5 separate regions of the Mus musculus genome follow, and regions 1, 2, 3 and 5 are each linked to region 4. A link is a contact called in public Hi-C and HiChIP or PLAC-seq data. All regions are on one chromosome and are shown on one strand. Each heading gives the region's core, a stretch centred on a gene start, on an enhancer-like site or on the middle of the called end of the contact. The rest is flanking DNA. Distances are from core to core; before and after follow the strand shown.

Evidence for each region. Hi-C and Micro-C count contacts between places; a contact is called where the count stands out from the background. HiChIP or PLAC-seq counts read pairs in DNA pulled down with a chosen protein or histone mark.
Region 1: an H3K4me3 HiChIP or PLAC-seq map of neural progenitor cells shows a contact between it and region 4, with 19 times the contacts expected there. The contact joins the enhancer-like site here to the promoter of Fgfr2 in region 4. A contact is called at or near these places in 1 of 15 datasets of contacts at CTCF or cohesin (stem cell-derived epiblast-like cells), 11 of 484 Hi-C or Micro-C datasets (the AML12 cell line, cortical neurons, embryonic fibroblasts and 5 more), 19 of 115 datasets of contacts at active chromatin or transcription factors (the NIH/3T3 cell line, astrocytes, craniofacial prominence and 13 more) and 4 of 9 other capture datasets (adipose tissue, embryonic stem cells, liver and 1 more).
Region 2: a contact with region 4 is called in a Hi-C map of cortical glia, with 2.1 times the contacts expected there. The contact joins the enhancer-like site here to the promoter of Fgfr2 in region 4. A contact is called at or near these places in 2 of 39 promoter capture datasets (the 3T3-L1 cell line and cancer-associated fibroblasts), 4 of 15 datasets of contacts at CTCF or cohesin (embryonic stem cells, large pre-B cells, pro-B cells and 1 more), 13 of 484 Hi-C or Micro-C datasets (cortical glia, differentiating embryonic stem cells, embryonic fibroblasts and 4 more), 19 of 115 datasets of contacts at active chromatin or transcription factors (the NIH/3T3 cell line, astrocytes, craniofacial prominence and 11 more) and 4 of 9 other capture datasets (adipose tissue, embryonic stem cells, liver and 1 more).
Region 3: an H3K4me3 HiChIP or PLAC-seq map of embryonic forebrain shows a contact between it and region 4, with 5 times the contacts expected there. The contact joins the enhancer-like site here to the promoter of Fgfr2 in region 4. A contact is called at or near these places in 3 of 39 promoter capture datasets (the 3T3-L1 cell line, cancer-associated fibroblasts and embryonic stem cells), 5 of 484 Hi-C or Micro-C datasets (the 3T3-L1 cell line, 3T3-L1-derived adipocytes, epidermal suprabasal cells and 2 more), 15 of 115 datasets of contacts at active chromatin or transcription factors (the NIH/3T3 cell line, astrocytes, craniofacial prominence and 11 more) and 7 of 9 other capture datasets (adipose tissue, embryonic stem cells, embryonic tail and 4 more).
Region 5: a contact with region 4 is called in an H3K27ac HiChIP or PLAC-seq map of vascular smooth muscle cells, with 12 times the contacts expected there. The contact joins the enhancer-like site here to the promoter of Fgfr2 in region 4. A contact is called at or near these places in 2 of 39 promoter capture datasets (the 3T3-L1 cell line and embryonic stem cells), 1 of 15 datasets of contacts at CTCF or cohesin (the NIH/3T3 cell line), 3 of 484 Hi-C or Micro-C datasets (the 3T3-L1 cell line, embryonic fibroblasts and uterus), 13 of 115 datasets of contacts at active chromatin or transcription factors (the NIH/3T3 cell line, craniofacial prominence, embryonic basal ganglia and 8 more) and 1 of 9 other capture datasets (embryonic stem cells).

The regions. Positions count from the first base shown.
Region 1 is chr7:129,799,310-129,803,527 of GRCm38.p6, forward strand. No RefSeq gene overlaps it. Among named protein-coding and RNA genes, the nearest start is that of Gm39095, 9.4 kb to the right of the region's middle. Within about 2 kb of position 2,377, at least 48 of the 459 cell types and tissues checked have an H3K27ac peak or open chromatin away from gene starts, as enhancers often do. A contact at or near this core is called in forebrain, neural progenitor cells, neural stem cells and 1 more, where this site is marked.
Region 2 is chr7:129,924,858-129,929,805 of GRCm38.p6, forward strand. No RefSeq gene overlaps it. Among named protein-coding and RNA genes, the nearest start is that of Gm4265, 35 kb to the right of the region's middle. Within about 2 kb of position 3,519, at least 6 of the 459 cell types and tissues checked have an H3K27ac peak or open chromatin away from gene starts, as enhancers often do. A contact at or near this core is called in cortical glia, where this site is marked.
Region 3 is chr7:129,843,712-129,848,641 of GRCm38.p6, forward strand. No RefSeq gene overlaps it. Among named protein-coding and RNA genes, the nearest start is that of Gm39095, 35 kb to the left of the region's middle. Within about 2 kb of position 3,665, at least 34 of the 459 cell types and tissues checked have an H3K27ac peak or open chromatin away from gene starts, as enhancers often do.
Region 4 is chr7:130,263,691-130,268,440 of GRCm38.p6, forward strand. Fgfr2 (fibroblast growth factor receptor 2) reads right to left here and starts at 3,118. Exons shown (of 18, transcript NM_010207.2): 1 at 2,104-3,118. RefSeq lists a promoter at 2,451-2,676.
Region 5 is chr7:129,873,814-129,878,492 of GRCm38.p6, forward strand. No RefSeq gene overlaps it. Among named protein-coding and RNA genes, the nearest start is that of Gm39095, 65 kb to the left of the region's middle. Within about 2 kb of position 2,853, at least 31 of the 459 cell types and tissues checked have an H3K27ac peak or open chromatin away from gene starts, as enhancers often do. A contact at or near this core is called in embryonic fibroblasts and vascular smooth muscle cells, where this site is marked.

The DNA.
Region 1 (4,218 bases), core at 1,127-3,626, 470 kb before region 4:
TACACTGCCAAAAGTTGACTGATAAAAGAAATATGCCTTTATTCTTAATCTCTGTAACCAAAATGAAAGGGCTAAGAGAAACCAGGAAATATAACAAATGACAGCTATTAATTTAGCGGAGGTGTGATTTGCATAGTAATGTCGGAAGTGTGTTGTTGATTATGGCATCGGCTCTGTCATTACAACCCTGAGAAATGTGCAGAGCCCTGTGGCACCTCCCACCATGAACCCATCTAATAGCAAAACAATCTTCAGGGAAGACGTTACTCCATCTTCCCAAACTCACAACACTAATCAGGATATTCTCCCTTTTGAAAGAAATAGTTTTTTCTTACAAGTGTGCATCTGGGGGACAGCATTGGAGAGTAGAGGAGCTTGCGGCCAAGCCTGATGACCAGAATTAGAGCCCTGGAACCTACCTGGTGAAAGGAGAGGAACCACGTCCACAAGTTTGACCTCTAATGACCTCACACACCCCAAGACACAAATGTGTGCCCACTCACAGACATATATAATAAATAAATGAAATAAGCCATCTGAAACAATATATATATTCACTTTATTTTTGCTTAAGATGCTATTTTTCTAACATTCACTTTTTATCGTGGTAGGGAGGTGAGTAGGCACATGCTGTGGGGTGTGTACGGAAGTCAAAGACAATTTGCAGGAGTCAGTTCTCTCTCTCTTCTCATCATGCAGGCTCCAGGGATCAAACTCAGGTTGTCAGGGTTAGCAGCAGGCACCTTGCTATCTGAGTTCCCTTGCTAGCCCAAGCCTCATATGTTATGAACCATCTCCCCCTCCCCATACATACGCACATTTAACTCACATATTGTGGAAGTAGCCACTGGGCTGCCAGTTCTAGGACCTATGCCATGTGACCCTCCTCAGCTGCTGCCTAAAGAGATAACAAGTGGAAATTCTAGAAAAGAAGCCTGAGAAGAAACTACCAAGCTAGAAGCAATAAGTCAGGAAAAAGACAGAACTATAAATAAGGGCTGAAAATTCTAGAAAAAAAATTTTTTTTTAATTTTAGTTTAATTCAATTTGGAGGTTGATTATTTTTCAGCTTTTCCATATTAAACGTGTTTGACCCACAAGTTCAGGGGCACACCTGCTTAATTTTTTTTTCTTGTGCTTTGTCTTTATGGCTTTTGGTTTCCACCTTCCTGTTTAAGGCATTCCCCCAAACCCCCGTCCTCCCGGAAGTTGTGTGTGATTGTTCTCAGCTGGGTGGGTTCACTGCCTCCCTCCCTCAGTCTGTAATCCTCAGCTCATATATCTCCGAACCTCTGCTGTGGCCGCTCTGCTTTCTCTTGTCATCTCTCCCTAAATATTTTTATTTTATTTGACAAACGTTTATAGAAACTAGCAGACACCCTAGGCACCAGCTATACACAGCATGGGGATGATTGAAACAGGCTCCCCGCCATCCCAAAGCATCCTGGTTGGTTTATACTGGACTAACATCACACATACTTTCAGTTTTTGGCCAGCATTGTGGGTGTCAGGGGTGAAGCTGTGTGGGGTAGGGGAAGAAAATGTCCCAGGGACTCCCTCCATTCCAGAGCCAGTGTCAACTGGAAGGGGGTGTACTCCAATGATCTGTTCCCTTAACCTTGCTTACTATAGCACAACAGAATCAGCAGTGATCAGCCCTGGTACTAAAGATGGAGAAACTAGTGTAAGACTAAGATTCACAAATGCTGGATGGACTCTAACACAGTACCTTTCTTACACAGTCTCTATGGTAGGGCTGTTTGTTTGTTTGTTTGTTTGTTTGTTTTAAGATTATATTTTCTCCCCATCTTCCTCCTTGAGTGCGCACGCATGTGGAGGTTAGAGGCCAACTTGCAGAAGTTGGTTCTCTCCTTCCACCATGTGGGCATCCCAGGCATTAAACTCAGGTCTTTGGGCTTGGCTCAGAGCACCCCTACCCTCTGAAACATCTCCTTGGTCCTCTAGGGTACTTTTGGTAAACCAGGAACTTTGCTCTCGGGTGCTGCAGTTCATCTTGCGAGGGCTCTACTCTCTGGTGAAGCTCCCTGGTTGCCATGGCATGGCTCACATTTGGTGCTAAGATCTATGTATTCGGTGCTTGGTTCCTAGCGTAGCTATGTAAGAGATGGTGACATTTTTTAAGAGGCAGAGCCAAGTGGGAGGTCCTTGTAGAAGAACCTGGGTCCTCCTGAGGACCAGCGAGCCAGAGAGCTGTGCTCACAGTGGCCTGAGGATGCTGTAGCCTGGGTGGATTAATTTGCAAGAGAGGAGTAAGGGATTTTCAAGGCACTGAGCCAACAGCCAAGGTCCAACAACATCCCCCCTCCCTCCTTTTTTTCTACAAAGAGCTCCATTCAATGAGTCTCACAATTGAACTTCACTGGCATACTTTCCTTACTTGGTACAGGGCCAAGGCATTTCCCCAAGGAGCCCTGGTCATGTCAGAGGTGGCTCGGAGTTGGTGAAAAGAGATCTGGGTTTAGTGGCTAGATAGTCATTTTATTACATGTTTTCCATTCAGCTGGCCAGGGGCTTATCTTCCCTTTAACTGTATTCTGCTCCAGTGTTGGCGGAGAAACAGGGGAGTGTGTGGGCCATATGCAAATGTCACACAAGCCTGTGCTTCTAAATCCGAAGATACCCCCCAGGTCTGTTTTTACCTTGGGGATAAGTACCTTGTGATATAGCCATTACTGTAGCAGAGTCATGTGCTCATGACCTGACCTAGTTAATTCCACTATAGGGTCTGAACTATGGGGGAGGGGGGGTGATGAGGGAGGATAGACTGATATGCAGCTGGCCAGAAAAAAAGTCTTTTGGGATTTTCAGCACCTTGGCACTTTGTCTTTTATCACCTTATCCATAGGGTTTAAGGGTAATTATGCTACCTACCAAAAAAAAAATCTAAATGAACCTCTTCTGTTATTCTTAAAAGCTCTTTCAAATCAGATTCCAAATGTACAGCTCAGCTTTTGGCTATGATCAAGACTACAAAATGACCTCAGCAGAAGAGCGGGGCAATCCGTCAATCATGTACGCTGCACACTTCAATAGCCGTGCCAACAATAATAACAGTGTAGGTGGGGGCTTCAAAAGCCTGCGCTTCTTATATTAAACTCCCTGTAGCACTGTGGGATTAAGATGAGTCAGAGAGTAAAGCAGTTTGTATGTTTGTGGGATTCTTCCCTTCAGAAACACTTGGACTGGGGTGAAGCGCATCCATATGTCTGTGAACCAAACTGCATCCCCAGGAAGCAGGTACTCCCCTTTAGCATCAATCCTCAGTTAGTGGACATTTCCAGTGACACTCTTGCAAGTTATTCCTGCACTTCCACAGGCAAGACTGGGAGCAAATACTTCCGCACTGCTGAGGAGCAAGTATAGTTAGATCCTGAAGGAAACGGAAAGGCATCTGTGTGTTTGCACTGCCCCCAAAGCAAAGCAAACCCCTCCCAGAGCTCTTCCTAATCTGATACCAAGCTGTGACAGTCATAGATGGAGATAGTCCCTTTGTAAAATAACAGATACTGCGGGAGAGCAAACAGCCTCCATGTGTTCTTCAATGATAGCACTTTCAAAAATAAATGTCATGCGTGTGTGTACGCATGCATGTGCCAGTGCATATGTGTGTGCACACATGTGTGTACATGCATCTAGAGGTCAAAGGACAATATCAGGTATTCCTCAGGCACTATTGATCTTGTTTTCTTCAAGACAAGGTCTGTCACAAACCTGGAACTTGGCAAACTGGCTAGGTGGGCTGATCAACCAGCCCTAAGGATCCACTTGTTTCCACCTTCCTAAGGAAAACTTAGACAAACCGCTCTTGGCCATTTGTTTTTCTGTTCTGTAGTCCCTACTGGGGGGAAAAAAGAGTCAACTCTGCTTAGATTCATTCAGCAAATAATTACCTTGCCTGGCATAGGCACATACCCCTGAGATGGTTCTGCATGATAGCTCAGAGGCAAGGAGGGGGGGGGCTGCAGCTCAAGTATCTGCAGGGCGGTGCTAGGGAGACCCTAGAGGGGCTGATATCTGGGCACAGAGATAAGAGGTGGGCAGAGGAGGGGATGGGAAAGGAGCCAGGCAGAGAGGAGCAGAGAACCTTGCCTGTATCCACCTTCAGCTATGACGAGGATATACAGTGTCTGAGCTCCTCAGCCCTGAGTGGGAAGGAGTTCTGCCTAAGTGTGGGCAGAAGGCCATCAGGACAGGCCA
Region 2 (4,948 bases), core at 2,269-4,768, 340 kb before region 4:
CTATTTTAAGAGTAGGTTATTATTTTTCTCTAATAATACTATTGTTCCCGGACTTAGTGATTAAAACGTTGCTTAAACAGTGGCTGCTGTAATGAATGGAGCACCTCTGCAGGAGTTAGAGGACATTGAATCTAGCCAGGTCTACTTCCCTTGATGCTGTGGGCACATTAAGCAACATGTCTACAACATGTCTGCCTCACTTCCTGCAAAACATAGGTATTAAATGGGATGGGCTGCCAGGCCCATTCTAAAGCGAGCCTCAGTCTGATGAACAAGTGTTTATAGAAGCCATAACGCTAACATTTCACAGGTTGTATAATGCATAGACTTGAAAGCATTTTCAAACAAGGCTCATTTGATCCATGCAGTGAATCTGTAAGCCTAGATGGTGTCTAATTTGTTCACTGTAAGAAGTCACAGGGAGTCCTGGGTGAGGACACAAGCTGTGGCTGGTAGAAAGGTCCTCTCATTGGGCACTTGATTGCTCCCTCGGATCGTCCCAGGACATGGCTTGTCATCTGTATTAAGAAATATCTCCAATCTTCACACGTAGGTACATGGTCTTAAGGACATTGTTATCTTTTGATATACTTCATAATAGCATACAGGTGCCATACAAAAGGCCTTCCAGCCTCATGTGGGTTCACTGGTTTCTAACTAAACTGGATCTGAAACTTAAGGTATGATAACTGGTATTCCATAATTACCATTTAAAAGCCAAGAACATTTTGTGGCTACAGAAAATCAGAGTTTTCTCAGAAGTATTCCTTATATTTACCTAAAATTACACACAGTGCATTGAAGTGTGTGTGTGTGTGTGTGTGTGGGAGAGAGAGAGAGAGAGAGAGAGAGAGAGAGAGAGAGAGAGAGAGAGAGAATCTTAAATGAAGAGACCATTTGACAACCATTTCAGCAGCAAACTTAAGATTTCTCCTTTTGAGTTTTTGGTCAGAGACATCCAAATGACTCCCAAAACAAATATGAGCTATTGTAATTGTCCTTGGTTGCCACCCAGGGATTGAAGATAAGCAAGTATTGCTGAAGACACCTTGTACTTGGGACACAGAACTCAGCAGGTTCTAGCTCGATCTCATCAAAAACCTCCTCTCTGAGGACTGGCTTTCACAGTACCAGAAGGTGTTATGCAAGCGGCAACGGAGGGAGGTAGCCAACAGTTCTGCACGACTGTCGTGCCTCTAAACCATAACAGCGACCAGCCTGCCAAGGGAAGAGAAAAAGGTGTGACAGAGGCCCTCGGAACCTGATAGTAACCAATGGCTGTTTGGATGTAAGGCCTGCTCAAAAGGAGAATCATGCCTGGTACTAGAACCCCAGCCAATTACTCACAGGTGGTGAGGTAATGGGGATTAGAGGAGGACCCACATCTGACAGTAGACCAGTATAACACCTATCTGCGTCCTAAATACTTATCTTTACACCCAATGATAAATGCAGCTCCCATTCCTCATCAAAGAACCTTCTCTTTGCAGCAGATGGAAACAGCCACAGAAAGCCACTGCTGGACGAAATACAGAGAGGAACTGATTGCAGGAGCCCACTGGTCCATCACAACTCTTGCTGTATCTGAGGCTTAGGGAACCATCTCAGGAGAGAGGTCAGAAAATCTGTAAGAGCCAAGAAACAGAAAGTCTGCTGAACAATTGTGTCTTGTAAAAAAAAAAAAAAATGACAGGTAAGTCATGCCCACCACAACATCACTGCCTAAATAAGACTCAAATATGACGACATTAATAGCCAAGCTATCATGGAAGAGGGAAGTCTCAGGGGGCCCATCCCTGGACAGAGGCTCCAGACAGCAAATGCCTGCTGAGAGTGGGAGCATTGCTCAGCTCCAGGGATGAGTCCCCTAATTGGTTATCCAATTTCAAGTGGTGATCACCAAAGGCATACACATACATACACACGGGCCAAGAAGGCTCTGCTTATATGTTTATGAATATATGTGCTTGTGTGTGTATGTATACATATACATATACATATACATATACATATACATATGTGTGTGTGTGTAAATACTAATTAAAGAAAAAGTGGCCATGTATTTGAGAGGGAGTTGGGGAGAGAGGGATTGGAGAGAGGAAGGGAGAAATAATGTAATTCTATATAATGACAAATTTTAAGATTATTTTTTTAAATGGTAAGACTGTTTAAGAAGCAGGACACCCAGACCACAGGAGCTCCTAGAAGCTAACATAGGAGCAACTTGAGGCACAAAATAAGTGATGACAATACTGGACTATAACTCATCCAATAAAATAACTATCCTTGGGTTCACATTGCCTTTCTGATGTTCATAAGTATGCTTGTTATTAGATCTTCCTGGGAATTTCATTAGGAAAAAAATGTAGGGAGGGAGGGGGAACCAGGAAACTCGTGCTAAGAATGGGCAGTGTCTACAGTAATACTTTTTGCAGATCTCCCCTTGTAGGTGCTAAAATTATAGCAGAACCCTAGAAGAGAAACAGAATTTGCTTAGTATCACGTTATCTCCCTAAACATCTACTGACTCCAAGAGAAAGAACAGTACCTCCACAGCAGAGAAAACTGGCAGACATTTTAGCCATCAGGTCAAGGTCGAGTTCATGTATAACAGGCACCAGCAACCCAGAGAGGTACACAGAACTGTTTCTGTAGTATTCTTGGCAAATGTGTGTCGCCCTACTGCACCATAAGAAGCTATCAGATGAGCCTAAAGACTGTCTTGAAAACAGCTGACTGGTGATTTTCAAAATTACCAAGATCACCAGGTATGATGGTGCACACTTCTAACCCCAGCTCTCTGGAGGCAGAGGCAAGAGGAAGACAACTCTGAAAGGAAGGGGAGGGAGGGGTGAGAAGAAGAGAGGAAGGAAGATAGGAGAAAGGGAGGGAGGAGGGGAAAGGAAAGAAGGAGAGGGGAAGGGAAGGAAAGGGGAGGGGAGGGACTGTTACAATTTGACAAACATTCAGGGAAAATAACTAAGGGCAATGTTTACTCCTTCTATGAAAAACTAGCAGAACTGGATATGAATTTACACTTTGCCAATGAACACTTACTGTCCTCTTCTAACCATTATACAGTATGTATATAATTTGCTAACTTCAGGAGACAGTAGATGAGGGATATGTCAAAATTCTGTACAATTTAGCAACGTTTCAGAAAGTCTAAAACCAGTTTTAAAAAATTAAAATACCCCTGGAGCCATTGTGACAGTTGTCTGGGCTCCTCCAAGCCTGAGTTAGCTTGCCTGAGAGACAGCCAGGGTTTTTCTCCATGCTGGCTCTTGTTCCATTGAGTGTCTCTTTAGGGAGTGGGATCCATGAGACCCCCAGACCACATTCTGACCTTGCCAGTTTTCTGACAATCCAGCTATTAGGAACTGCTGTGCCTTCTGGCCAGCACATCTATTGCAAACAGTGTTTGAGCTTAGTGCTTCCTTGGAGACAATGTCAGCACTGTCTCACACTGAATACAGAAAGTGAGAGCCAAATAATCCCAGAGATCTTCAATAACAAACACATCTCCTTCATTTTGATCACAATGATCCAGACTCATTTCACAGAGCTTCAAGGGAAAAGCAGGCAGAACTAGGCTACACAGGTCTGTCTGCAATCCTGCCTCCAACTGTGCCTACCCAGCAAGCCCAGTGTCATCGCTTTCATCCTTCAAGGATGGAGAGCAAGTGCCATCACTTTAATTCTCTATCTCTTTGAGGGTTTTTTTTTCACAAAGCACACACACACACACACACACACACACACCTGAGTCCACAATGTACTTCACATGGGTATAAAGTGGGAGCCACTCACATAGCCAATGATGTAATGACAATTGCACACAACTGCATTAGAAATAGTACCAAGTGTCACTGCCTAGAAACTAAGCAACCTCACGGTTTCTGAGTTGTGTTTTGGAAATAAGACATGTCTTTCTCTTCCTGAGATACATGACTCTGCTATTACTGGGAACTGGATAGGTGGAAGAGGGTCCTTCCTGAATTTGGGCCTACCTTCTAGTGTGTGTGTGTGTGTGTGTGTGTGTGTGTGTGTGTGTGTGTGCATGAATGTGGGTGTGTGTGCCTGGATGTGCTCTTATGAGGGCATCATGTAAAGGCCAGAGGACAACCCCAGCTGCTATGCACCGCCGGTGCCATCCACTCATTGTTTTTAAAGACAGATTCTTTCTCTGGCCTGAAAGTTACCAACCAGGCTAGCCTGGCCAGCCAGAAACACCCAGAGATTTGCCTGTCTCCAAGCACCCAGCACTGGGGTTACAAGAGTGTGTGCCACCACACTTGACTTATTTTCCATGTATTTTGAGAGTTGAATTCCACTCCTTATGCTTGCAAACACTCTCCCAGCTGTGCCATCGCCCTTGTCTCCAAACTCCTATCTCAACCAACGAGTTCCTTCATCCTAGCTTGAGAGGTTGGCTTCAAGAGAAGTTTCAGATGTGGTCCCTGGCTGGAAAGAGCTTAGAGTCTGGTATAAGCTGGGATTGCCATCTTTAAGTAGTTAACTCTGAAACAAAAACTTACTATGCAACATCCCAAGTTACTGAAATCCAGGGGAAAGAGGGCAAGAGTCAGAAAAACTCCAGGTGCAAGTGGGTTCTTACGTCCATGTGTAAGCTCATTCACCATGCCACACGGTGCTCAAAGTAAACCAGTATGAACCAGACAGAAAAAAAGTAAAAGCAGGCACATAAGTGTACTTCAAATTGTTAGAGATAAATTCAGAAAACTTTAATTGAAAAATATCTAAATTGGAAGGATGTGTTTGGCTGATCTACATACTTAACCACACATCCACCTAGGCAAATTCAAGGCCATTACAACTTATGCTCAGGGTTACACAACTCTTAAGGTCCCAAGTCTTAACCCATTGAAGATTCTATGCCTTGGGAAGAAGCAATATTTCACCCTACACATGAATAAGACTTGTAGCT
Region 3 (4,930 bases), core at 2,415-4,914, 420 kb before region 4:
CACACACACACACACACGTAAAAATAAATAAACCTTATTTTTTTTAAAGTGGGGTATAGTGCTGCATGCCTAAAATTCCAGAATTGGGGCTGTGGAGAGAGGATGACTGGATTGTGCTGGCCAGACAGTATAGCTGGATCAGTGAGTTTCATAGGAGGCCCAGTGCCAACAACTAAGATGGGGAATGACTGAGGGAAACACCCCTCAGCCCCTACAGTGAGAAAGCCTGATGTCTGTCTCCCCTTCACTCCAACAGATGGCCAATCTAGCAGAAAAATCCAGAAATTTGGAAGGTGGAGGGTTCCCAAATGGAGGAGCTAGATCAACCTAGAGTGGGTGTACAGACAACACAGACACACAAACACACCCCACACTTAAATGTAAACAATTCAAAGGCACCATAAAATAAAGAAAGCACTTAAGCCCGAGATCAAAGCCGACAACATTAAAAAGCAAACGTGTGGGAAATCAAAGCAATGCTTAGAAATAAGAACACCATAATTGCTCTCCTAAGGATGGTGGGAGGCATCATTTTATGTATAACATAAGAACGAGACGTTATAAAAAAGGAGTAGCCATAAAATGAGAACAATAAAAACCTTAAAGAAGCAGAAAAAAGAAATGTATGATATGATTTTTAAAAAGCAACTGGAACGTAGAGTTGAAGGAGTTGAATGGTCCAGGTAAGTAGAAAATAAACAAAAAGAAAAACAAGAGCCCGACTCCTGCAAATCCAACATCCTGGAAATACGTAGTCCAGGAGAAAAGATTGGAGGGAGACTAGGAAGGGATTTTTTTATTAAATCAGAGAATCAGATTACTCAAAACCCTAGATAGTGCAGCAAAGCTTCCCTAACTGAGGAACACCACCTTCACTATATATTACCAGTGTCCACCAACCACGTGCAAAGGTGAAATAAAGGCTTGTTTTTAATCTGTGTGTATATGTTTGTGCATGCCATGGCATGTGTGTGGAGGTCAGAGTGTCCTTGGGTGTTGGTCTTACCTTTACCTTGATTGTGACAGGGTCTCTTGTTTGTGGTGATATGCCAGGCTAGGCAGCCTGAGAGCACCAAGGATCCTTCTGCTTCTCCTCCCAGATCCCCAGAGGAGTGTTGGGATTACAGACATGGCCACTGCCCTAGCATTAACGTGTATCCTAGGGATCCAGAGTCAACTCCTCAAGCTTTCACAGTTAGTCCTTTATCCCTGAGCCATTTCCCCAGGCTGAAATGAAGACACGTTTAGGGGCCAGAGAGATGACTCAGAGGTTAAGAGTGTTTGCTGCCTTTCCGGAGGATCCACTCAGTCCCCAGGACCCATGCTGAGCAGGTCATAACTGCCCAAAACTCTAGCTCCAGGGAATCCAACACCCTCCCCTGGCCTCACTGAGCACATGTGTACATGAGGAACACACACACACACACACACACACACACACACACACACACACACACACACACCAGACATAGAGAATGAGAGAAACAATGTAGGAAGAATAAATGGGATCCTTGTAGAGCCCTAATATGGGAGAAGGTGATCGTCAGTACGGTTGAGGAAGAAGATATCTAAATGGTCACCAAAGAGCAGATCCAGCAGAAGACTGCCCTGGGCAGAGTACAAGAGTGGAGGACTGAGGTTGAGAACCTGTGCTGTAATGGTGGCAGACGGTGGTAAGGAGAGGAGCTGGGATGGGAAGAGGTCATGTCTAAGGTGAATATTCACCCCCTGTAGCAGCAAGTCTACACTCAATCTCTAGAACCAAAAGAAAGACAATCAAGAAATGGGACATGGGATGTGTATTAGGTGTCTGCCTCGGCCACCCAATGTTCTCCAAACGCAGCTTCTCAGAAGAACATAGCACAGCCGAGCAACCTCAGTCAGTTCTCACTGGGTGTCAGCAGGGATCCAGATCAAGCCTGCAGCAGGTTGCCTTGCTTTCTGGAGACTGAGGAGAAGCCACGCCCTTGCTTTCAGAACAAGAGGTGCCTCACATCCCTTGGTCCATGGTCTCCTTCCACTGGTGTGAAAGTCAACAAGGATGCATTCAGCTTAACTTCTAAGCTCTGCGTCCTTCTTTCACTCCAGGTGCCTCCTGATTACATTCATCCACCCAGATAACTCTGGGAAATCCTCCCCGTTTTGAAGTCTGCAGATTGATAGCCTTGACTGGCCTTTGCTAAAATAACCTAAGGTCAACACAGGGTCTGGGAATCTAACATGGACATCTTTGGGCGCTAATACACTGCCAGGTACCAGGTGGAAGAGCACGGTGGGAGCTGTGTGAAGGATCTGTAAGGGTGGGGAACACCTTCCAAGAAGAGGTGCTGGGGAGAGGGAGGAGCAGGAGGGGGGCCCTGTTATTCTTTCTTATAAACCTGAACTACTATTTGCCAGGCTAAAAGGCCTTAAGTGATGAACAACCTTAATTAAAACAACAATGAAATTACAACACAGTGAGGCATTTGAAACAAGACGACAACTGATGGTGTTTGCCTTTCCAGAAAGCTCCTCCTTGAACAGTGTAGACTCAGAGGTGCGGGTCAAACCAGACTTGCCCGTGAATAATACTATCAGGGAGACATCACAGATGTCTGGTTTTACTAATGTCCCCAAGTTGGAATCAAAGCCACTACTGAAGAGTAAAACAAAGTTAGTGTGTTTAAAATTTGCATCCAGATGCCAGTACCAGGTCTCAGTTTAGTAATGGAGTCGCGTGGCTTCCTACTGCAGGTTAAGACTCTCTGGGGAAGGTACCAAGTGTTCATTACAGTCAAGCACAAGTAAGCATTTGGTTGGTGCTTACCACAGCAACATTCCACATTATGTAGCCACACATGCACCCCTTTCAGATCTCCCTGGGGCTCTTGTGATGGCCATAGGACCAACGGAGAAATTTTGTTCGCTTGGCATTAAGTTCTCAATATTGCCTTAATTTAAAATTCATGCAAAGTTCAGTAGCAAGACAAAGAAAATCATACTTGAAGAGTTAATGGCCCATTGAAACAAACACCAACATATGTTAATAGTTCAAAGCTAAAGTTCTTTCAATTCAGTTCCCAGTGTTAACATCTCTCCTTTGGACACTGTGTGTGTGTGTGTGTGTGTGTGTGTGTGTGTGTGTGTGTGTGTGTGTGTGTGTGTGTGTGTGTAAAACAATCCACAGATATAGGAAACACATCTATATTGGATGTTACAATAAACCTCTAAGAGGCAGGTGCATGGGAGTTTATGGGGCTGGAAAGCTAAGTCTTCAGGGAAATGAAAATTACACCAGTTTTATAGACTAAGAAGCCAAGACCTAGAAAGGGGTCAGAAACTGAGGCTGACATGCAGCTAGGATGCTAGTGAGCCGTGGGTTAGAACCAGTGTATTTCTGGCTCAGATTTGTCTTTTTCTCTCTCTGTGTGTGGCTACCTTTGGAGAAGTAGATTTCAACCCTTTCAAAGCTTAAGCTCTGAGCTCAGAGACACCAATCAGAGAGGGGCTCAGCTTACAAGGCAGGGTAAAAATTGTCAGCAGAAAATGCAAGGCCAACACGCCCATGTCCTGAAAACCACAAGAATCTAGACACGTTGGAAGGAGCCACTCCCAGGAGCCTCGTGTTCCCTTGGCTGCTAGCTACCTTCCTCTGAGCGCTCTCCAGCAAAGAAGAGATGCTGAGTCAGGGACTTGGAATACATTTGGGTAGAAAGTCTTGGAAGTGAGTCAACGGTTGGCTTGGATCAACAGCAATACAGATAGGAAGAACACATCAGAGTCCTGGGTGTATTTTGATGGTTAAGTTAACAAGGTTTCATGACAGAATGAGAGAAAGTAAGTTGTCAAGGACAACATAAAAGCTAGTGGCCTCACACAGAATAGAGACACGGAATTCACTGGCACTGCTCTGTAGTGACAAGCTACAAGACATTGACTTAAACTACCTTTTATTTCCTTAAAAGTTGTAAAAGCTTGGAAGTTAGTTGAAACCTTAGTTCCCATTCTGAGCAACAATGACAAAACAGCTCAAGATATATCAGAGACAGAGCCTTGAGATGTGCAACTCTAAAACTACCAAAAGAAAACATAGCGAAACACTTCAAGGGGTTGCCATGGGCAATAATTTTTTAAATGGAATCCTCAAAGCATAGGGGGGGAAAGCAAAAATATATGAATGAGATTATATAAAGCTAAAAACTGCACGGCAAAAGAAACAATCAAGAGGGTAAAGAGACAAGCCTTCAAAATGGAAGGAGATATTTACTAGCCATCGATCTGACAGAGGGTCAATATCCAGGATATATAAAGAATTCAAAATAACTGGCAGTACAAAACAAGCAAATTGATTTAAAAATGATTAAATTCTTCTCCAAAGGAGAAATACAAGTAGTTAATAAAAAATATGAGAAATGTACAGTATCATTAGCCACCAGGAAAATGCATCTCAAGCTACAAAGAGATGCTGTCTTACCTCACTTAGGATAGCTATTATCCAAAGAATCAAAGCAAGAGCTGGAAAGATGACTTGGTGGATAAGTGTGCCTGTTCCAAATACATGAGGACCTGAGTTCAGTTTCCTAGTGGTTATGTAAAGTAATTCCAGCATTACTATGCAACCCCATTATTGAGGGGTAGAAAAGAGGACCGCAAGGTCTTGCTAGCCATCCAGTCTAGCAAAAACAGCATGTGGTTCAGTGAGAGACCATCTCTTAAGGCAATAACATGAACACTGATAGAGGAAGGAAACTGTTGCCCTGCTCTCCCCTCTTCATGTATATCCTACACCCCCCACAATACACACACACACACACCACACCACATACACATACACATACGTGTACACATTTCCCTGGTTGCTAACAATACTGCTTTTTTTTTCATATTTTTATTAACGACTTGTATTTCTCCTTTAGAGAAGAATTCAATCATTTTAAAATCAAATTGCTTG
Region 4 (4,750 bases), core at 1,868-4,367:
TACCCAGGAGTACCTCAGCTCCAGCTGAATGAGGAAGATGGCCAGTGCCCCAGGCTGACTCAACTTGAACGTTCGTTCTTCGAAGTCCCAGCCCCCACAGGAGCCCCCTCCTCAAACCTCTGTAAGGCGAGAAGTGACGGCAGCAGGTCTGCACAGCTCCTCACCGGAGTGGACAAAAGTGCTGAGCGACCTCCTAGGCAGGATAATTAGGTCCCAAGGCTCCGTGTTGGGAACACAGGCCCAGCATGCTGCTGGCGGCCACAATCCCAGCTTCCTGCCTTCAATACCATAATCCTTCCTGGAGGCTGAACCCCAGAGAAAGCCCCAGCGTGTTTATTTTTCCCCCTGAAAGGATACTCTCTTCTCAGCCTACGAGGGAGGAGTCCTCACCCTCACTCTGACGGATGGCTCTTCACGGCCACCCGCCCCTTGGGGTCATCTCCACACAAGTCTGCCTCCAAAGACAGGCAAAGGGACCCGGCCGAAAGGGCCCGGCTGGTGAGCTTGCGCAGTGTTATACACGTTTACACACTCTCCCCTGTCCTGCAAGAAGGCAGGTTAATTTAAGGCAAGCCCTTGGGGGAGGGGGGCGGTGCGACGGGTACTGCTACCTTAAAGGGTAGTTCCAGGATACCTCAGCGGGCAGAGCAATTGGCATTTTGTTCTCAAGTGGATTACTCCTGGGAGAAGTCAACACTCCCAGGTTAATACTAAATGTAGCCTCTCTACCCTGGTTCAAGGCTCCCTTACTTCTCCACGGGGCTGAATAGGGAAGGGAGCTGTCATGGGCTCATGGGGGGGGGGGACACCAAGGGGGGGCCCTAAACACAACGAAACCCCAAAAATATAAGCTGTCGTAAGTAAGACCATAATCCCTGACCTACTCTTTCAGTGGGTACTCCAAGCAGTTTGGGGTGCACATCGCCACCCCACTTCATTGTAGCATTTCTTTCATTTGTCAGCCTGAAATATCCTGTTTTGTCCCACTTCTTGGGGCGCTAAAGAGCTCTGAGAAATCTGCATTTTAATTGACATTCCAACGAGAGCGAGAGGGGCGCCTGATTGCTTTTCTATTCAAACTAAACAGGCTTTTCAGATGAAAATGAGTCCAGGCTGGTGGAAGATTTACAGGGATTTGGGACGCTTGGGACAATAGAGTTTTAAATGTTGATAGCGTTTCACACCAAACACATAATGGGTGCCGTGGATTTGAAAGCAAGTCTGCCTTTAAGGGTAGATTTTATTGAACTGGGGGGTGAGGTGGGGGGGAGAAGGAAGGTCTTGGGAAGTTTGCAGGGGCACGGAGCCGAAGCCGGCCTCCCGCGCCTGCCCCCTGGCCGCGAGGGTGGAAGCCAGCGCCACGCAGGGCCCTCGACCGATTCCCCCGCGCTGAAAGAATGAGCGCGCAAGTTAGAACTCGCCTGTGCTTTCAACATCTCGGCGCGGCAGCGGTCGGAGCAGCTAGGCGAACTAGGAAAAGTCGGTCCAGTTCGCCCCCTAGCCCCAGGCGCGCGGCGATCCCTCCTGCGCCAACCGCTGTGGCTGGTGAGGGATGGCCAGCACCGGAATCCCGGACCAGAGCCACTGCCTCCCTAAAGGTGTCGTCCCGGCATCTCCATCCCTTTGGGGATGTTGCCTGACCACACTCCAGCAGTTTCTTCCCAAGAAAGGATCTCTCATAAGGGTTTGTGTAGTACCAGGCTGGAGCTTCCAGAATCCAAGGACCAGGCACCCCAAAGATGCCCTTCCCGAACCGCCTATGGGCTGTGCCACTGGCAGGCGGCCCCACGGCGCGCCGGCTCTGAGCTCAAAGGAACGCGCCCAGTAGGCAGGACTGTGCCCGCCGGAGTCTGACAGGAAAGGGGTGCCAGCGGCAGAGGCAGATGTCAGCATTGGGATGGAGGTGCTGAAAGAACTCCCCCAAAGCCAGCCATCCGCATTCATCCACTCCTCCATCACCAATACAGTCAGAGACTGACAGGGTGCGCCCCCAAATAGGTTTACCCGCGCCTTCCTCCCGGGGATCCTGCGCCCCCGCATCCTCCCACGGCACCCACTTTCCCGGCTGGCGAAGCTCCCAGAGGCGTTCGGCACGACGATTACCTTGAATGGCAGCGCTCCTCTGCGCTCGGTGCTGCGCCGGAGCCCAGAGTGGATCGGGATGGAGCAGGCGATGATCTCGGAGGAAAACTCCAAAAAGAGAACGATTCCTTGGGTAGCAGCCGGCGCCAAGGTTCCGAGGCTTCACGCGCGCCGGGGATCGCAGAACAGCTAGGACATGACACCGGAGCTGCTCTCGGATCTGGGCAGCAGCAGAAGAAAGGACTGGAGCTTGGCGTTGCCTACTCCAAACTTTGCTGGCGAGTAGTGAACACTCGCAGCGCTCAGGAACGCTGAGGCCCGGGGGCTCACGCCCGGCCCCCGCCAGCCCGGAGAGCAGTCGCCACGCCGGGCCAGGAACACACAGGCAGCCCCCGCGCCGGAGCTCTGGCGGCCGCGCGTTCGATCGTCCGTGCGCCCGTTCCGCGCCTGCCGCCGCCGCCGCTCGCCTCTCCCGGCTCTCTCCCCTCGCCGCCCGCGCCGCCGCCGCAGCCTCCTCGGGCGGGTCACGCCCCCCGCTGAAACCCGAGCCGTTTCCTGGACGGCGGCGCCCGCTCTGCCAATCAGCGCCTCGCGCTGGGGCAGTCCCGAGCCCCGCGCTGCCCCCGAAGCCTAGCAGCCGCAAAGAGACACCCGCCAGGCAGGCGAGGGGCCCCGCCGCGCTGCCCGCAGGGGTGCACAGATGACCTCTCGGAACCCTGTTGGTGAACGGCCTCTGTACGCCACTGCCCCAGTTCCTAGCCAGCTTTGGTGCACAGTGGATGCGTTACGTTGTTTTATGTCAAGTTAGGAAACAAATGACAGAATGCTGTGCAACTTCAGACACCTTAGAATAGGTCTGCAGCATACTGGGGCCAGACATTTCATGTCATGAAGCTTTGAGGGTGGAAGCAGCGGATGTTCGTGGGAGATGTTGCGTTGTCTTGTTCCTCTGAACAATAGACAGGGGACGAGTGTTTGGGAAACCCTCCTTTAGGAAGGGAACACGTGAATAGGTAATTGTACTTATCCGCACATCTGCCTGCAGAGTAACAGAACCAGATTCTGACAAGAAAACTGAAGATCGGAGAGGTTAACACAACCGGCTGCTGGATGAGCCCTTTAATGTGGCTGCCATGGGAAAAGGCAATCTACAACAGAAAACATCTTTAATAGTATCAATGTAGGTTAACATAAAGAAATCCAAAGGAGGGCTGGAGATGGATCAGCAGTTCAGAGTGCTTCCTGCCTTCTTAAAGGCCAAAAGCCAGTTGCTGGCTAAATATCAGTCCCTCACAATGGCCTGTAACCCCAGTTGCAGAGTCATCCAAAGCCTCTGGTCTCCTTAGGAAACTGCACTCGTGAACACAAAGATACAGGCATATAGTTTAAAAATAGAAATAAATATTTAAAAGAAAGTAGGGCTGGAGAAATGGCTCCGTAGTTTAAGAATACTGCCAGAGATTGGTTCAATTCCCAGCATCCACTTGGCTTGCTCACAATCACCTCTAAGTCCAGTTCCAGGAGTCCCGACGCCCTCTTCTGGCCTTCAGAGATACTGCATGCACAATGTGCAGACAGACATGCAGGCAAACATCCATACCAATCAAATAAAATGAAAATTAATTAATTAATTAATTAATGAGAGGGGGAAGAAACTTGAAAGAGTCTAGAGAGGTGTTGGAGATGTAGCCTAGTAGTAGAACGCTTGCCTTGCATGTACAAGGCCTGATCTCCATGCCACCTAAGAAAGAAACAGAGAAAGAAACAAAGAATCAGAAACAGAAAACACACTCACTCTACCAAAAACCAAGTCATCTGACCGTGAGCAAATTGGATTCTCTCCCTGACTCTTACACTCTTCTGTTGCAAAGCAGGATTCTTTAACTAAATGTCAGGCCGGGCTGTAATGATTGGCATCTCCCATTTGTCTCTCCCACTAGACTACCTTGAGATCATTTATCTTTCAGTACGCACTCCCTTTCTCTCTTTCATCCCTTGAGCAGTTGTGTTTAAAGTCAAGGCCATATAAATTGTAACTCTAGCACTCAGAAGTGTGAGGCAGGAGGATTGCCTTGTGTTTGGGGGCCAACTTGGTCTACATAGTAAGTTTGAAGCCAGCTACATTTTGTCTAAATAAATTGAATCTTAATTATTGGGTCAATTATTGAGGTCCCAGACCTCGCAGGATAAAGAGAAGTTCGGGAGCTTGAAAATGGTTTCAGGTACATGCTGAGTTTGTGTCAGCCCTGGGCTATATAAGATCCTGGCTCAAATAGGTCACTAAGTTCAGAAAAGCCTTAGACTCTCTCTGGTGCCTAAAGACAAACAAAGCCAGACAGTAAAGTCCACCTGGGACACAGGTTTGAAAGAGGAGACGTACCAGAATCCCTAATACTCTACCTTATGCCATTTACACACACGATTCCTCAGGCCCCACATGATCAGATCATCTTTGTTCACAGCATAGCCTGGGAAACTTATATGCACATCACTAAAAAGCAAGGGGTAGCAAATCCATGTTCAATGCCTCAGGCAAATACTTATGAAATTAGAATTTGAAAACTCAACAACAACAAAAATAACAGCCGGATTTCCAAACGAAATGATCTGTTTATGTCTAGTGGAAAGGGGTGTGTTTTGAATGAGTTCTGTGGCCTGGGTGGGAACA
Region 5 (4,679 bases), core at 1,603-4,102, 390 kb before region 4:
TTCCTTTCCACTCTCAGTTCCTGTCTATCTTCCAAAGCTTAGATAGCCAGAGGGGGAAAGGGACTTGTGATCTTCCTAAAGGATGAAGGAAAGCTTCTCCTGAGAGAGAACACACTGGCCTTGATAGTCACTCATGCCACCATTGCAGATTCAATCGACAATGCACTCAAAATATCTGGGGGGAAACACAACATCATAAACTTACTTGGACCCCTACAGAAGAGTTAGGGGAAGGACTGAAGAGATGGCAACCCCAGAGGAAGACCAACAGTGTCAGAACCTGGACCTCTGGGAACTTCTGGAGACTGAACCACCAACCAAAGAGCACACGTGGGCTGGTCCAAGGCCTCGACACGTATGTGGCAGAGGGCTGCCATGTCTGGCCTCAGTGGAAGATGATGTGCCTAATCCTGCAGAGACTTGATGCACCAGAGTGGGGGATATGGGGGGGCTGTCCTCTCAGAGTCAAGGGGAGGGGCATGGGGGAAGGAACTCTGAGAGGGAGGACAGGGTGTCAGGGCAGTTTGGGGGATATAAATAAATAAATAAATAAGCTTACTTAGAACATTGAAGGTTTTTGGTTGGTTTGGTTTGGTTTGGTTTTCATATGTGATTTAAAAAAAACTTGCTGTCATAGTTCTCAAGTATTATCTTTGTAGGTGACAATGTAATGTCACATGATCACTCAGGATAAACTTATGTCTACTTTTGAAACTTGTAGGCCATGAGTGGGATACAAGCATGAGTCAGTTCTATGCAAATAGTGTATAGGAACTTGAACCGGTAGGGAGTCAGAAATTAGCCCCATGGATACTACAGGACAAATGTTATTCTCTCAGAACTAGAAAGAGATTTCCAGAAGGCTGGTAGAGTCCAATGAAAGGGCAGACACCAGCAACACTGACAGAATAAAGACCCTGACTGACCCTAGGAACCCAGTCGCATCATAAGAAGGAATCAGCCCTCATTTGTAGGGTCCACTAGGACTCACTTCCTGGAAATGGCCTCCAAAAAAATAGCATCGGGATTCCTAGCTGAGTTGGGACTTTGCCTCAGAAAAGTGTTCTTGTTCAAATGCTATTGGAGTCACAGGGCAAGCCCCAAGCAGTAAGAAGTGATAGAGAGCCATGGGAGCTGGGATCTTACAGATGGGCACACAGAAGGCTCCGGATGGCCCTCCTTCCAAAGAAGCAAGGAGTCAGGAAGTTTTGATGTGGAGGTCACTGAGGGCTGGTATGCTCCCCTGTCCTCTTGATGCTTCATCAATCCCTCTCACCTCCTTCAACAAAACCCAAGGCTTAGGGGACAAATGTGACCAGAGAAAATGAAGAGGCTGGGTAGTGACTTGGGCTGTAATCTGAGATCTGAGCACTGCATTGCCACTAGCTGGTTGTTTCTTTGATTTCTCAACCTGTTTTTGAGGAATGGGCTCCATACCATGCAAGAGGTCTCAGACTTCTACAGTCTTTGTGTCAGAGCCAAGGAAAACACAAAGGACAAGATGCATTGTTATAAGTGAGGTTGGGAAAGCTTGTGTGAACTGACAGGAGTCAGGCCCTCAATATCAGAGCCTTTTTCCAGGAGGCTGAAACTGGGATATAACAAAGTTTCTAAGCCTGACCAGCCAACTCAGCAGGCTTTCTAGTTAACCAAACCTGTAGTTCTAATTACAAAATACCTATCCAGCTTTCTGTTTCTTTTCTCTCAACGAGTATTTGACGAAACCAAATAGCTCTAACCCCTAGCTGGAGGGTTCCCTCCTCGGCCCTGCTTCGAGGCCCCATGACACCTCTCACACTAACATTTAAAATAAAATTACATGCTAAAATCAACAACTTTTGAAACAGCTACAATAATTATGGGAGAGCGTATGTCATACTGAGTTAGCATGTGGCCCATAATCCTTTGCTATTACAAAGCTCAGCTGTGCCACGAGATCTAAGGAGTTTCATTTAATAGAAAGAAAGATTTGGTAATGTTACACACCAGCTCGAGGCTCAAAACATTTATTGGGATTTAACACTGTGAAGCAGATAACCAAGTGTTCCCCAGCTGCTAAATCTCACGTCATATATTTAAACAATCCACAGTAATGGTGATTCTATAACTTGAAAAGATGTCACATTGAAGGGACGTTCTGAGAGGTTACTTCTGAGGCCACATCTGCTTCATATCACTTGCTTAGAGAGTTCCCCTTTCCTCCTGGCTCACTTAATGATCATTACTAGGATGGGTGAAGGTCCAGGGCTGCATGCTTTCTGAGACATAGTCTGTAAATAGTGCACACTCACCTAACTTGAGAAGAGAGAGAGATCTGACACACTGGAGAGCGGCCTAGCCAGGCAAGGAGTCCGTGCTGCCGATCAGCAAAGGGGAATTTATAATGTGCAATGAACTTCTCACATGAAGTGGGGGCCAGGAAAGCACTTTAAAAGCTATATTATTACCTTAAAATGATGGGGTCATATGTTGAACTTTGCGCAGGGTTTCAAGCTGTTCTGAAATAACAAATCATGGCACACAGCACAAAGCCCAGAGCACACTGAAGTATGTTGAAAGAGCAGGTAACATTCCAGGCTCGGTGTTGAAAACACTTGGTTGGCTAGAACACGGGACGAAGCCATTTCATTGCCCCGCACATTTTGTGCTTACACAGTCTGCCCATCCCCCCTCCCCACCACACCTCACCCCTCCCTCAGTTCATTCTCTGCTTTGGGACCTTATGTCTCCCTCACTGGGTTTCACATAAGCACTCATCTTGCCAGCATATTTTTACAAACAGGAGAAGAAAAGCAATCCATCCCTGAAAATGCAGTTATCAGAAACAAAGAGTACTCTTGCTTCACATTCCTGCTGCTCTCCCAGAACTGGCTCTGTGTTTGGGTTAGCTAAGTCTAGTTGGCACCACTGAAGTCTGGCAACATGCTTAGCACCAATAAATAAATAAATAAATAAATAAAAGCAAATTCTGCTGGTGTCCGCGGCCCTTCTCTGTGAGCAGGGTTTTGTACCAGCTATTGTTCACTTGTGATGGTCCTGATAGCACCCTCTCCCTAGATAGCTGGGCCACTTGGGAAGTGACAAAATGAAGGTGGTGTCAATCTATAGGAAAGGGAAGGGCCACCTGCCAAGCAGTCAGCTAATTTGACCAAAGTAAACAGTGGGCTGCATAGCTCACACTCTAAAAATAACCCAGAAAAACTGCAGGCTGTGGTCAGCCACCCAAACATTATGGAATGCAAGCATGAGTTCTTGAGGTTGGATTTAAGGATGGCAGCTTCAAGGAGTTTGAAACCCTTCAACCAAGGGTTGGATCTTTCTGTGGGTGAGAAACTTGAAACAGTTGCTCTATAGCAGTGGTTCTCACCCTCCCTAATGCTGCAACCCCTTAATACAGTTCCTCATGCTATGGTGACCTCCAACTATAAAACTGTTTTCGTTGCTACTTTGTAACTGTAATTTTGCTACTGTTATAAATTAATTGTAAAGATCTGTGTCTTCCAATGGTCTTAGGCAACCCCTGTGAAAGTGTTATTCAACCCCCTAAGGGAGTCGTGACCCACAGGTTGAGAACCACTGCTCTAAAGCAACAGATGATATGGAGGTGTGGAAGAACAGTTTCCCTTAGAGAGCAGTAATAAGTCCTGTCTTAGTTACTGTTCTATCGCTGCGGAGAGACACCATGACCAAGGCAATGGAAAGCATTTAATTGAGGGCTTCCTCACAGTTTCAGAGGTTTTTGTCCATTGTTATTATGGTGGGGATCATGGTGACACACCTGGCAGAGAGCAGCCACTGAGAGCTACTTCCTGATCTGCAGGCCAGAGTGTGGGAGTGAGGAAGATAGAGATAGATAGACAGACAGACAGACAGGTGACAGATAGACAGACAGAAAGACAGGTAGACAGAAAAACAGGTAGACAGGTAGATAGAGACTGGGTCTAGCATGCACTTTTGAAACCTCAAAGCCTACTCCCAGTCACACACTTCCACACTTCCTCCAAGGAGACCATACCTACTCCTTCAAGGCCACACCTCCTAGCTCTTGTTATTCTTTTAAACAGTTCCACTTTTGGTTGACCAAGCATTCAAATATCTGAGCCTACGGAGGCCATTCTCATTCAAACCACCACAGAATGTCACTCTCTGCCCAGGAAAGAGACTTGAATAAGCAAACTGGCCCCCACAAGGTTTGACTTGGCACCCCACGCCTACACCATCTCACCCAATTTTGTCCCTAAAGATTTACAGTGGCTCAAGGAGTCTTACAGAAGAGTTGGGAAAGAATTGAGGGACCAGAAGAGGACAGAGACTCCACAGGAAAACCAAGAGTCAACTAACCTGGACCCTTGGGGCTTCCCAGAGACTGAACCACCAACCAAAGAGTGAGCTGTTGCCTGCCTAGCTGTGGATCCCATTGGCCTAATTGGACCACCTTGTCTGGTGAGACAGGAGGGGATGCACCTAGTTGTCCTGCAGTGATGATGTGCAGAGGCTTGGGGTGGGGTGGGGGTGGGAGTGGTGGTGGTGACTGGGATGTAGTCAGGGGTGATACCTAGAGGGGGCTTCCTCTTCTCAAAGGAGAAAGTGAGGGAAGAATGAGGGTAGCATCTGCACGAGGGAGTGGTGGGGGGAGACTGATATTTAGTCGTAAAGTGAATAAATAAATTCAATAAAAA